2 separate regions of the Bos taurus genome follow, and region 1 is linked to region 2. Evidence: chromatin contacts called from public Hi-C data. All regions are on one chromosome and are shown on one strand. The core of a region is the stretch at or near the end of the contact, and the rest is flanking DNA. Distances in the headings are between cores, read along the strand shown.

Region 1 (4,907 bases), core at 2,085-4,584, 200 kb after region 2:
GCCAGTAAGTGTTAGCTATTTTTAATATTGTCATGCAACTTAGTATGGTTTGATAAAATGAAAGAAATATTAGCAGTGTTTACCTATGGTATCATATTGGATGTTACTTAATTGAAACCTTTAATTGTCTAGCAGTGATTTAATAAAAGGCTCTACTTCTCAAAATACGATTTTCCAATCTAGATGATGTAAAAACCAGATAAATTCTGAGGTGTTAAAAAAGATATTTTGCAGGAGAACTCAGAGGTGGTTGTATGAAATGGATGGCAGTTCTTTGGATTTGATAAAGAAATAAAACTTAGGGTAGTTTTTACTTGATAGAGATAGCGTTGTTGAAGTGCTTTAAGAGCTTGGAATTTGATGTCAGCTGGACCTTGGTTTATAGCTTGGTGGTCTTGGGTAAACTGCTTACTGCTCTCAGGCTCCGTTTTCTCATCTGCAAAATGAGGAATAGTATCAGTACTCTCTTTGGACTAATGTGAAGATATGTGAAATAATACAAATAATACGATTAGTGGAGTGTTTGGCATATAGTACGAATCTGGTGGATAAGATTACTAATTATGAGAAAAGATAACCTCTTAGGTTAAAAAAGATTGATTATACATTTTTTAAAAAACAGCAAATCTACTCAAGAGCCATAGAGTCGAGGTTTACATTTTAATCAGGGATAAAGCCAGAAATTCCTGACAGAGAGAAAGCTGAAAGATCTCTGTTGAAGACGCAGAGTAAAAAAACTACTGCCTCAGCAAAAAAGTTTCTGTGCTCCTTGGTACAAGGCTAAGTGTTTCTATTACTTGAGTTCAGTTGCAGTGGTCCTCAAATTGGGATGTTTAAGCCTTTATATATTGTCAGCTTTTGGAAAATCTAGTTTTTAAAAACTTTCTTCTGAGTCTAAAGGCTTGTGATACATTTTATCTTTTAAAAAAATTTTAACAACTAAGCAAAACTTTTAAGAAATCTTTCCGAGAAAAGGTGAATTTCTATTCTGAAATCATTTTTCATGTGTAATGTATCTCAGAAAACGTATCAGTCCTTTATTTATCTGTAGGATGATGATTGTGAAATTAAGCATATTTCAGCCATTAAAAGGTAGAACTATATATGTGTATATATTTATTATTTATCCATTATCAAGAAACCCACACCGGTTCTTGAAGATGGGTTATTGAGATACAGCATAAATCCAGAGCATTGCTTTTGGATCTGAAAACTTCAGGTAGCTGGCTGCTTTTACTCTGATATTTTTCCTTTTTAAACACAAATTAAATTTTTTTCCCTTGTGCCTCACAGATTTAAGTAAGGAAATAGACAGCGTTGGCTCAGGCTGCTGCAGTAGCTACTTTGGAGAAGTGGAGTAGGGGAGAGAGTGGTTGGAGTGGGACTGCTGAGCATCGGGTAGCTTGAACCAGTGTTGTGGGATGCCTTCGAGGACTTTGTTAGGAAGAGTTTGCATCTTGTATTCATGGATGGAGGGGCCAGTTTGGCTTGTTTTCCTATTCCTATGGAATTAGTATTGGCATTTTGGATAGAATAACCAGTTACGAAAAACTGCTCTCTATATTGCAGTTCCTTTAGCAACCTTTGGGCTAATACATGCCAGTGGAGTTCCTACAGTGACAGTTTAAGAAACAATGAAAAAAAATACCTCCGTACATTTCCAGATACCCTGTATGGAAGTGGTACTGTTTCTCATTTAAGAATGACTGGCTGAAGGCTGTAATTAAGACATCTCCTCAGACCTAAACCCTGAGAGTTTCATGGAGAAGGAAATGCTCATGATATGAAACAAGACATAGAGAGGCTTGCATAATGAAAGCAGTACTGTTGAAAACAAGTGTTGAAGGCGTAGAGAAAAGACACTTTTTTAGGGAAAATATTTATGTCCTGGGATATTTTTGGTTTCTTGTGCTTAGGACTCAAAGTTGAATGAAGGCCCCCCATTTTTTTTTTTTTTCCCCATCTATGGCTGTTTGCTTTGGCCAGAAAGAGTCAAATCAAGGGTTAGAGTCAGTTTTGACTAGTTAGAATTAGTGAATGGATTTCTCAGTTCTCCTTTATTGCATTATTCATCAGCGGCTACCTTTCCAATCATGTATCCTTTCAGTGCTTTGATCTCATTTTTTTTTTCTTTTTATGAAATAATTTGGTGCTGGATGATGTTTTGATGTTTCTAAAGTCCTGTAGTACATATATAACTTTTCATAGATGTTTAGTAACAATTGTTTCCATAAACTGTTGACTAAAAAAGATGCACAAGGTGAGAGTTGTGGGTTAAGTTTTACTTGTGGCCAAATGAGGATGACAGCCCTGGAGACAGCATCTTAGATAGCTCTGAGAAACTGCTGCAGAGAGGCAGCGGGGAGGATCAGTGTATAGTGATTTTTGGTGAAAGGGGAGTACATTCAATCAAGCACACAGATTTTTGGAGAAGGTTGTTGCTAGTCTCTGTCGCTAGTCTCATGAAGGTTACTGCTGGTCACGAGGAGCAGACATCACCACAAGTAATTTTAGTGCTTTTCTGGTTGTGAGGAGATGTAAGAGTTGCTTCTTCTGAAACTATCTTCCTAAGGCCTGTTCTGCCAGTTTTTCCCAGAGCACAGAGGGCCTTATTCTTGATCTCCACCCTGAACTCCTTTCAGGGTGCGTTGAAGGTCAGTGGCTGCAGCAGTCTGTGATTTAATCCTTATGGAGGTAGATGGCAAGTGCCAATTTTTAGTTGGCAAAACGTTGCAAAGAAAAAAAGAATAGTTATTTAGATAAGCTATTTGATTCCTTATGAAAACACCGTCATCCAGTTTAGTAATCTGGAACTTATGTATTTTCTTTCTTTTTTGTGAGATGAAGTTATCAGAATTGAAGTGGAACAACAGGATTTTGGGTAGTTAACATTTTTAGTTTAAGAGAACCAAGAAACTGGTATACTGGTATAGGAAGTGTTTCTTGGAACTGCTTTCATTGAACAGATCTTTCCATAATCTTCGTAAGAGCCCAGCTAGGGCTCTGTTTGAGTCCCTCAAGAAGAGGGATCCCGTGTTCTGAGTAAGGTTGTACCTGCCACATCATCTTCCTGGTACAGTTAATTTTTGGCTTTTGCAGGGAGTCTTTGGCCTAGTAATGATGTTCTTACTCTTTTTGCACTTTATAACCTGAAGAGAGCTTTAGCTTAAAATAACAGTAAAAGAAGTAGTCCTAACTTATTTTATATGCAGAACAATCTTGGCTTTAGAAATATGTCAACTATTTTTCTTGCAATGTTTGAAAATCCCGAGGTACCTAGAAACTGAAAGAACAGAACGTACACCCAGAACTGAAACAAGTGGCTTGGTATTATGTAGATCTGGTCTTTGAAGACTGTGTAGCTGTGGTTTAAAGTTACTGATGTTCCTGTCCTTATTTTACTTTTGACTTTCACAAGAAATATCAAGTGTTGGTTTTATACCATGGCTGAATAGTCTTTGCATTTTGAGGTAATTTAAATTGTTCATGGAACAAAAACATTTTGTAGTATGTTGATATATGATTTTAGTTCACATAGTGTTCAAAGGAATTGGATTTAGCATTAATAAATGATAAGCTTCACAAAACTTAACAGTGTTTGGCATCAAAGAATTGTTACCTGGTGGCAGGCGTTGAAACTATGCAAGTTTTCCTACTGTAATTTGGTTCTTTTTGCAAAAAGATTTTTTAAAAAGGAAGAAACAGTTGCCTTGCATTCCATCCTCTCCATTATGACCTCTAAAGGTTTCTGTACTCAAAGTTGTGCTGTTAAAATTGATGTCCTGGTCCCTGGTAGAGAAATATTTGTATTGCTCTAGGCAGTTTCTTAGATTTGGAAAATAAAATAAATGAAGGTTTTGAATTTGCCTCTAGGGCCAGACCTGGCATATCAGAGTTTAATGGATAGGAAATCTGATTAAGCATCTGTGCAGTCTTATTACCAGAACTCTTGTACTTTTCAGAGCTTAATGTAGGCCAGTGATGGGCAGTTTTATCTGGTACCTAACTCACAAGGAGTTACAGGGTGGCAGCAGAGACAGCGACGAAAATATAGGTTGGGAGTTGTCATAACTGGAATTCAATCTAACCTTTACTGTAAACTGACCTTTGACCTCAGCTTGATCTGTGAAATGGGTAAAATATGCTCACACGTGAAGTAATACTGAAGTATTATAATAAGAGCATGTATTTCCTGAGGGCATTGTGATAATTAAAAGTATCTGCCTGTCACAGTGCCTGACACATCCTAGGCCCCTGATAAGCGTCAGTTTCCTTTAGCACTGAGATGCCTTTCCCTTTCACCGAGCTATTTTTACCTGTGAATGAAGTGTTCTACAAGGATGCTTCTGTGTCCCAGACTCTGCGCTGTGATCCGACAGAACACTAGCTTGTTCCTGACAGAATCCTTAGGGACTTCTTTCCTCCATCTGACACAATCCTCTGAGGGAGCACTGTCTAATAGAAGCACATCTTCTGTATCTGTGCTGTTCACTACGGAAGCCATTAGTCACGTGTAGCTGTTGAGTGCTTGAATTATGCGTTGTGACCCAAGAATTGAATTTTTAATTAAATTTTAATTTAAGTAACCACATATGATTAGTGGCTGCCTATTGAACAGCTCAGCTATAGGGCTTAATTCCTTAGGTCTAATCTCCTAATTCTTAGTGAAATCTAAATTATCTGATAATATAGGCTATGTGCAGGAAAACACAAAGAATTTTAAATGAATAACCTTCATTATAAATTGTTGTAAGTCAGCAGAACATCTGATTCGTACTTGAGTGATATGCCATTATGTGGACTCTTTACCACTTGTCTTTTTCTAGCTCATCAGAAAATCATAACACTATTATTTTTCCTTGCACGCTTATTTTTTTTAAAAAAAGATATCGGAGGAGGTGATGGCA
Region 2 (5,543 bases), core at 806-3,305:
CTGGTCCCTGGGATTTCCCAGGCAAGAATACTGGAGGGGGTTGCCATTTCTTTCTCCAGGAGATCTCCCTGATCCAGGAATTGAACCTGGGGCTCCTACATTGCAGGCAGATTTTTTTTTTTTTTTAACCGATTGAGCTATGAGGGAAGCCCAGAAGAAGCGGAGAGCAGCAAATACACACACGAGATGGTAAATCCCAGAACCTCTGCTTCCTCACCTGTGGGAAAGCTAAGGAGTGCGTGAGACCAGGACCGAGGGTGAGAGGGGTGTGGGTGGCACGTGTGGTGGAGACAGTGGTGGCAAGGGAGGCTGCAAACCAACGGGGAGCTCTAGTTCAGGCAGTCTGGGTTTAAATTCCAGCTCCCACAGTGAAGCCCTATTTGACCTGGGGTAAGGTAAATAACCACTCCGTTTCCTCATCTGTAATATGGGTTTTGAGATTTGTGATAATTCAATTAAAGCTTATCAAGAGTTTAGAATAGTACTTGGCATAAAGTACTTAACAGATTTCAAGGATTTTGTTTGGTTTTACTAATCCCTTCATTCGTCTATTCAACAAATACCGAGAACCTAGGATGCACCAGGCATTGGGCACGGTGCTGGAAATAGGCCATGGAATGCGATAGGGTTCTTGTTGTTAGTGATCAAGAAAAGGAGTCACTGGACAAGAAATTGCCATTGTAAAGAGCACTCTAAACTTGAAAGTGCTACGGAATGTAAAAGTGCATGTCTGAAGAGCTGAGATGTGAAGAACAAGCAGGAATTTGTAGATAAAGGGCAGGCAAGAGTGGGAATTCCCTGCTGGTCCAATGGTTAGGATTCGGTGCTTTGAGCTCCAGTTTGATCCCTGGTCAGGGAACTAAAATCCTGCAAGCCACGTGGCAAGGCCAAAACAATTTTTTTAATGGGGGGTGGCAGTGTAGGGAAGAGTGTGTCAGGCAAAGGGAACAGCAGGTGTAAAGTCTCAATTAGGAAGATGCAAGCACCTGGAAGAAGCCAGGGAGGCTATAGATCAAGGTGAGAAGGAGGGCGGAGGGGGCCAGAGAGAGAGGCAGCTTCGAGGGAATGGCCATAGGCTTCATCCTCAGAATAAGTGAAAGTCGCTCAGTCGTGTCTGACTCTTTGCGACCCCATGGACTATACAGTCCATGGAATCCTCCAGGCCAGAATACTTGTGTGGATAGCCTTTCCCTTCTCCAGGGGATCTTCCCAACCCAGGGATCGAACTCAGGTCTCCCGCATTGCAGGCGGATTCTTTACCAGCTGAGCCACAAGGGAAGACCAGTGGCTAAGACCCCCAAGCTCCCAATGCAGGGTACCTGGGTTCGATCCCTGGTTGGGAAACTAAGATCCCACATATCGAAAGTAAGCACGGGCACCACAACTACAGAAGCTCAGCAGGCTGCAATGAAGACCCGTTGCAGCCAAAATAAATAACGAATTTTTAAGGAAAAAGATCAATGAGAAGTTATTGGAGAGTATAAGCCGGAGCTTCCCTCCTAGGGAAGGGCTTCCCTCCTAGCTCAGTTGGTAAAGAATCTTCGTGCAATGTAGGAGATCTGGGTTCAGTTCTTGGTTTGGGAAGATCCCCTGGAGAAGGAAACGGCAACCCACTCCAGTATTCTTGCCTAGAGAATCCCATGGACAGAGAAGCCTGGCGGGCTACTGTCCATGGGACTGCAAGAGTCAGACATGACTTAGTGACAGATAGACAGATAAGCCGGAGAATGACATGATCATCTTCGGATTTTTAAAAGCAGTTCTGCCAGCTGTGCAAAGAATAGATCTGAGGCGAGCTGGAGTGGAAACAGGGAGCCTTAGAAAGCAGAGAAAAAAAGTGGAGCACGGAACACCCAAGGCAGCAGGGAGTATGCATCTGGACCTTGTGAGCCGATTACTTTTCCCTCCTGAGCCCCAAGAGAGAGGGAATTTGCTAGAAAGTCCAAGTTTCTTGCCAGTTCTAAGATATGGCCACCAGAGGGCGCAAAACACCCTAAAGAGTCTCAGGATCAGCCCAGATCCTCCACCCTGCTAGACTGTCCTAGGACTCAAAGACAGCTCCAGGCGTCCCCTCCCCTCTCCCAATTAAAGGGTTGACTCCAGGGCCCACAGGAGCCAGCCTCCAGTTCCTTTGATAGAAAACAGTGAATAAACTGAAGGAATCAAGGACTGGGAGCCTGAAAACCTGAGCTCTGATCCATTTCCCCACTGCTCCCGGACTTGGGCAAGGTACTTCATGTCTCTGACTCCCCCTCCCCAACATCTGCAAGAATCCTCACTACTGTTTCCCTTTTGCTCCCTCATTTGGACCAGGGACCATTTGCTCCCTCAGCCCTCATTTCAGAGAGAAATGTAAGGGGGTTCAGAGCCTAGTGTTTGAGTCACCTGGGTTTAATCTCCATTCCAACCACAGGTGACTTCACCTGTCAAAGCCCCAGTTAACTGGAAATCCTGATACATCCCTTGCAGGGTTGCAAATTATGAGATAAGGTCTCTAGTGCTTAGAACATATTAATTGCTCGATATATGGTTATTATGCAGACAGAAATTTGACTCACATTCATTAAGTGCTTACTTAATGAATCTCCAGGATTAGAGCTTTAAGAGTAATTCTTTTTGCGCCTTTTGGCAAGATTCCTTCCTTTTTTTTTTTTTTTTGCCTTTTCTGAGCCTCAGTTTCTCCAACAGAAAAACAAGAGGCTGAGTGGCTCTTCAGTAGGAGCCATTCCAGTCCTGACCCACCGGGCTGTCTCTGTCTCCCTCCCTCCAACCTCCTCCTGCTCCCTTCCTTTCTTCCATCTACCCATCATTTATTCATTCAGTCGACAATTATTTATTGAGTATCTACTATATTGCAGGTGCAGGAAACACAACAGACTGACATCCAAACAGGTGTCCAGCACTGACAGCCAGTCTGCTGGAAGCGTGTTTGTTCAAACCCTTCTTTGTCCTCTCTTTCACCAATCAATCCTGCAGGTTATTTTGTGTTTGGAACAGGAAAAAAAAGAAAAAAATGTGCCAAGAGTTTATTTCCGTGCATCTCTGTGTGGCTGTATACACACACACATTTATATTTAACATTTGCAGCAGCGTTGTCATGGGAACCATTTTTTGGTGTCTCTGGGCATGAGGGCTGCCTGTGAGTGGAGGAGCTTTTATGGAACACCCCCTGCATGTACTTTTGTGCGGCGCACCATCCTGCTGGGATAGTTCCCCCAAGAGCCTTTGTCGGCCTTTTTGATCATTGCTGCCTGTTTTTCTCATTGATCTTGTCAGATGTGAGTGAAAATGACTGGGGTGGGGGGTGGGGGGCTGAATGTCAAGCTCAGCGACTGGCAGAGCCAGATCCCCCTGGACATCTGCCAGCGAGCGGCATGGATAGGTCAGCTTGGGCTTTTTGTCTTTTTAAACCCTTGATTTGGGAATGTTTGAGGCTTTGGGGAAGACTTGGATGAAAAGACAAAAGCAGCCAGGGAATGTATTTTCAGAAACAACAGCTGCAGCAGCCACTTTTGAACTTGGTAGGCAGTGCCAGAGCTGGGAGGGGCGGAGTGCCGGCCAGGGGGAGAGAAGGGACGCGCTCTTCATCACGCAGCTCCTCGGGGGGCCTGGCCTGGTCCTCGGTGATTTGCATACTTATCTCCTGTAATCCTCCCATCCAGCCTATAAGAAACACACTGTGGTTCTTAGCAGGAAACTGGGATGGAGAGAAAAAAGGGCCGAGCCAGGAAGTGGCAAAGCTGTGAGAGTCAAACCCAGGCTGAAGGCTGACTCCAGGGTCAGGGTTCTACCCACTGCTCCAGCCACTGGAGCCCTCTCTGCAGCCAGAGGTTCCCCTCAATCCAGGCCAGGATTTGAGGGGAGAGGCCACCAGGAATGGCAGCCCAGAGATGCAAGTCCTCGTGCAAACCCCAAGTCACAGGGGCAGACCCCCTTCCTAGGGGGGCCATGAGATGAACAAATCAAATCTCTGCAGACATTGTATGTTTAGTCACTAAGTCATCTCCAACTCTTTGCGACCCTTTAGACCGTAGCCCTCCAGGCTCCTCTGTCCATGGGATACAGACATTACCTTCACTCTAAATACAGGAGCTGGCTTGCGTTTTGGTGTCATGAGAGCTCACCAGGCATTGCTTCGCTTCTTTATATTATAAAGTCCGTGAGACCAATGTTATCATAAAATTATTCCACTACAGATAAAGAGCGTGAGGTACAGAGAGGTTAGATGTCTTGCCCAAGATCACACAGCTAGTGAGCTGAGATTTGAACCCAAGTAAATTGGTTTTGGCACCTGAGCCCTTCTGGTCGGTGAGCTAGGATTCTGCACGGAGTCATGTGGAACTCTCCCCTCCCCAAACAGCTCCAGCTGAGAGGTAAGAAGGGTTAAAGGAACAGGAAATAGGATCTTCCTTTATTTTTCATGGCTGCACCTTGAGGCACGTGGAACTTCCCGAACCAGGGATCAAACCCGTGCCCCCTGCAGTGGAAGCTTGGTGTCATAACCACTGGACCACCAGGGAAATCCTGAGGGTCCTCTTTTATTGACGTGTTCAGCCCTGAGCTACGTCTTTCTACCTCAGAACTTTGCCAGTCCACTGGAACTACTAGGATCCCCTTTATCCAGATGACAGGAGTCAAGGTCCGGCCGGGTGAAGTGATTGGCTAAGGTCTCAGAACTGGGATTTGAGCCAAGACCTACATTTTCCAAAGTCCAAGCCCTATGCTCCAGGAGTAAGATAGCACTGCCCTGGGCGTGTCTCCTACATTTCTCAGTTTATAGTGCCAAAGAAGTGTTCAGGTGTTTTGCTGAGAACGGGGAAAGCCGTTCTAGGAAACCCCTGTAAGGCAAAGGACTCAGACCTGCCCAGATCGAGGTGCTCTCTCAAATCTGCCAGGGTTGGATTACACTCAGTAACTCAACCAGCATCCATCCCTCAGCTATTTCCAGAGCGCCACCTACTGCCAGGCTCCAGGGCGTGCAGCAGTGAAAGCCAGTCATTGACCCTGCAGTGGGGAGCTTACCTTCTAGCCGCCAATATCCATGATCCAAGTAAGTACCTATGTGAGATATCCAGGGAGCTGTGGGTGTGGATAAGAGACCTCTGAGCCTGGGTTGATAACTGATGTGCGTGTTTTACATTTATTCAAGGACTTGAGAAGGTCAAGGATATCACTTAGAGCTTTTGGCCAAAGCTGAAAGCTGGCCATGCTACAGAATGAAATGAAAGAGGTTTCTATTTTCTTCATGTTCAGAAAGCAGGCCGTGGTACCGCTGGGATTCACCTCCTCTCCCCAAGCCATTTCCAGCTTCATAGAAAAGGTAAATAAGCTAACGTCTGTTGAATACTTATTATGTGCCAGGTACCAGGCTACATCAGTCCCTTACACACGCAGCACGATAGAATCACGCACACACACACATCGTCCCACCACAAAAGTAGCCGAAGGTGGGGATGAATTAAGTTTGTCTGGGAAGGAGGCAAGTCCAGGAAAGTTTCTCCTGTAAGATGATTCTTGTGCTGGGTTTTGAAGGGTACGTAGGA

Evidence for each region. A called contact is a pair of places that touch in the nucleus more often than the background predicts.
Region 1: a contact with region 2 is called in a Hi-C map of skeletal muscle, with 11 times the contacts expected there. The contact joins two enhancer-like sites. A contact is called at or near these places in 5 of 11 Hi-C or Micro-C datasets (blood, liver, skeletal muscle and 2 more).

What each region holds. Positions count from the first base shown.
Region 1 is chr2:131,661,512-131,666,418 of ARS-UCD2.0, forward strand. The region is part of intron 4 of EIF4G3 (eukaryotic translation initiation factor 4 gamma 3); the gene reads left to right. Among named protein-coding and RNA genes, the nearest start is that of EIF4G3, 180 kb to the left of the region's middle. Within about 2 kb of position 3,335, at least 6 of the 102 cell types and tissues checked have an H3K27ac peak or open chromatin away from gene starts, as enhancers often do. A contact at or near this core is called in skeletal muscle, where this site is marked.
Region 2 is chr2:131,464,431-131,469,973 of ARS-UCD2.0, forward strand. No RefSeq gene overlaps it. Among named protein-coding and RNA genes, the nearest start is that of EIF4G3, 16 kb to the right of the region's middle. Within about 2 kb of position 2,056, at least 12 of the 102 cell types and tissues checked have an H3K27ac peak or open chromatin away from gene starts, as enhancers often do. A contact at or near this core is called in skeletal muscle, where this site is marked.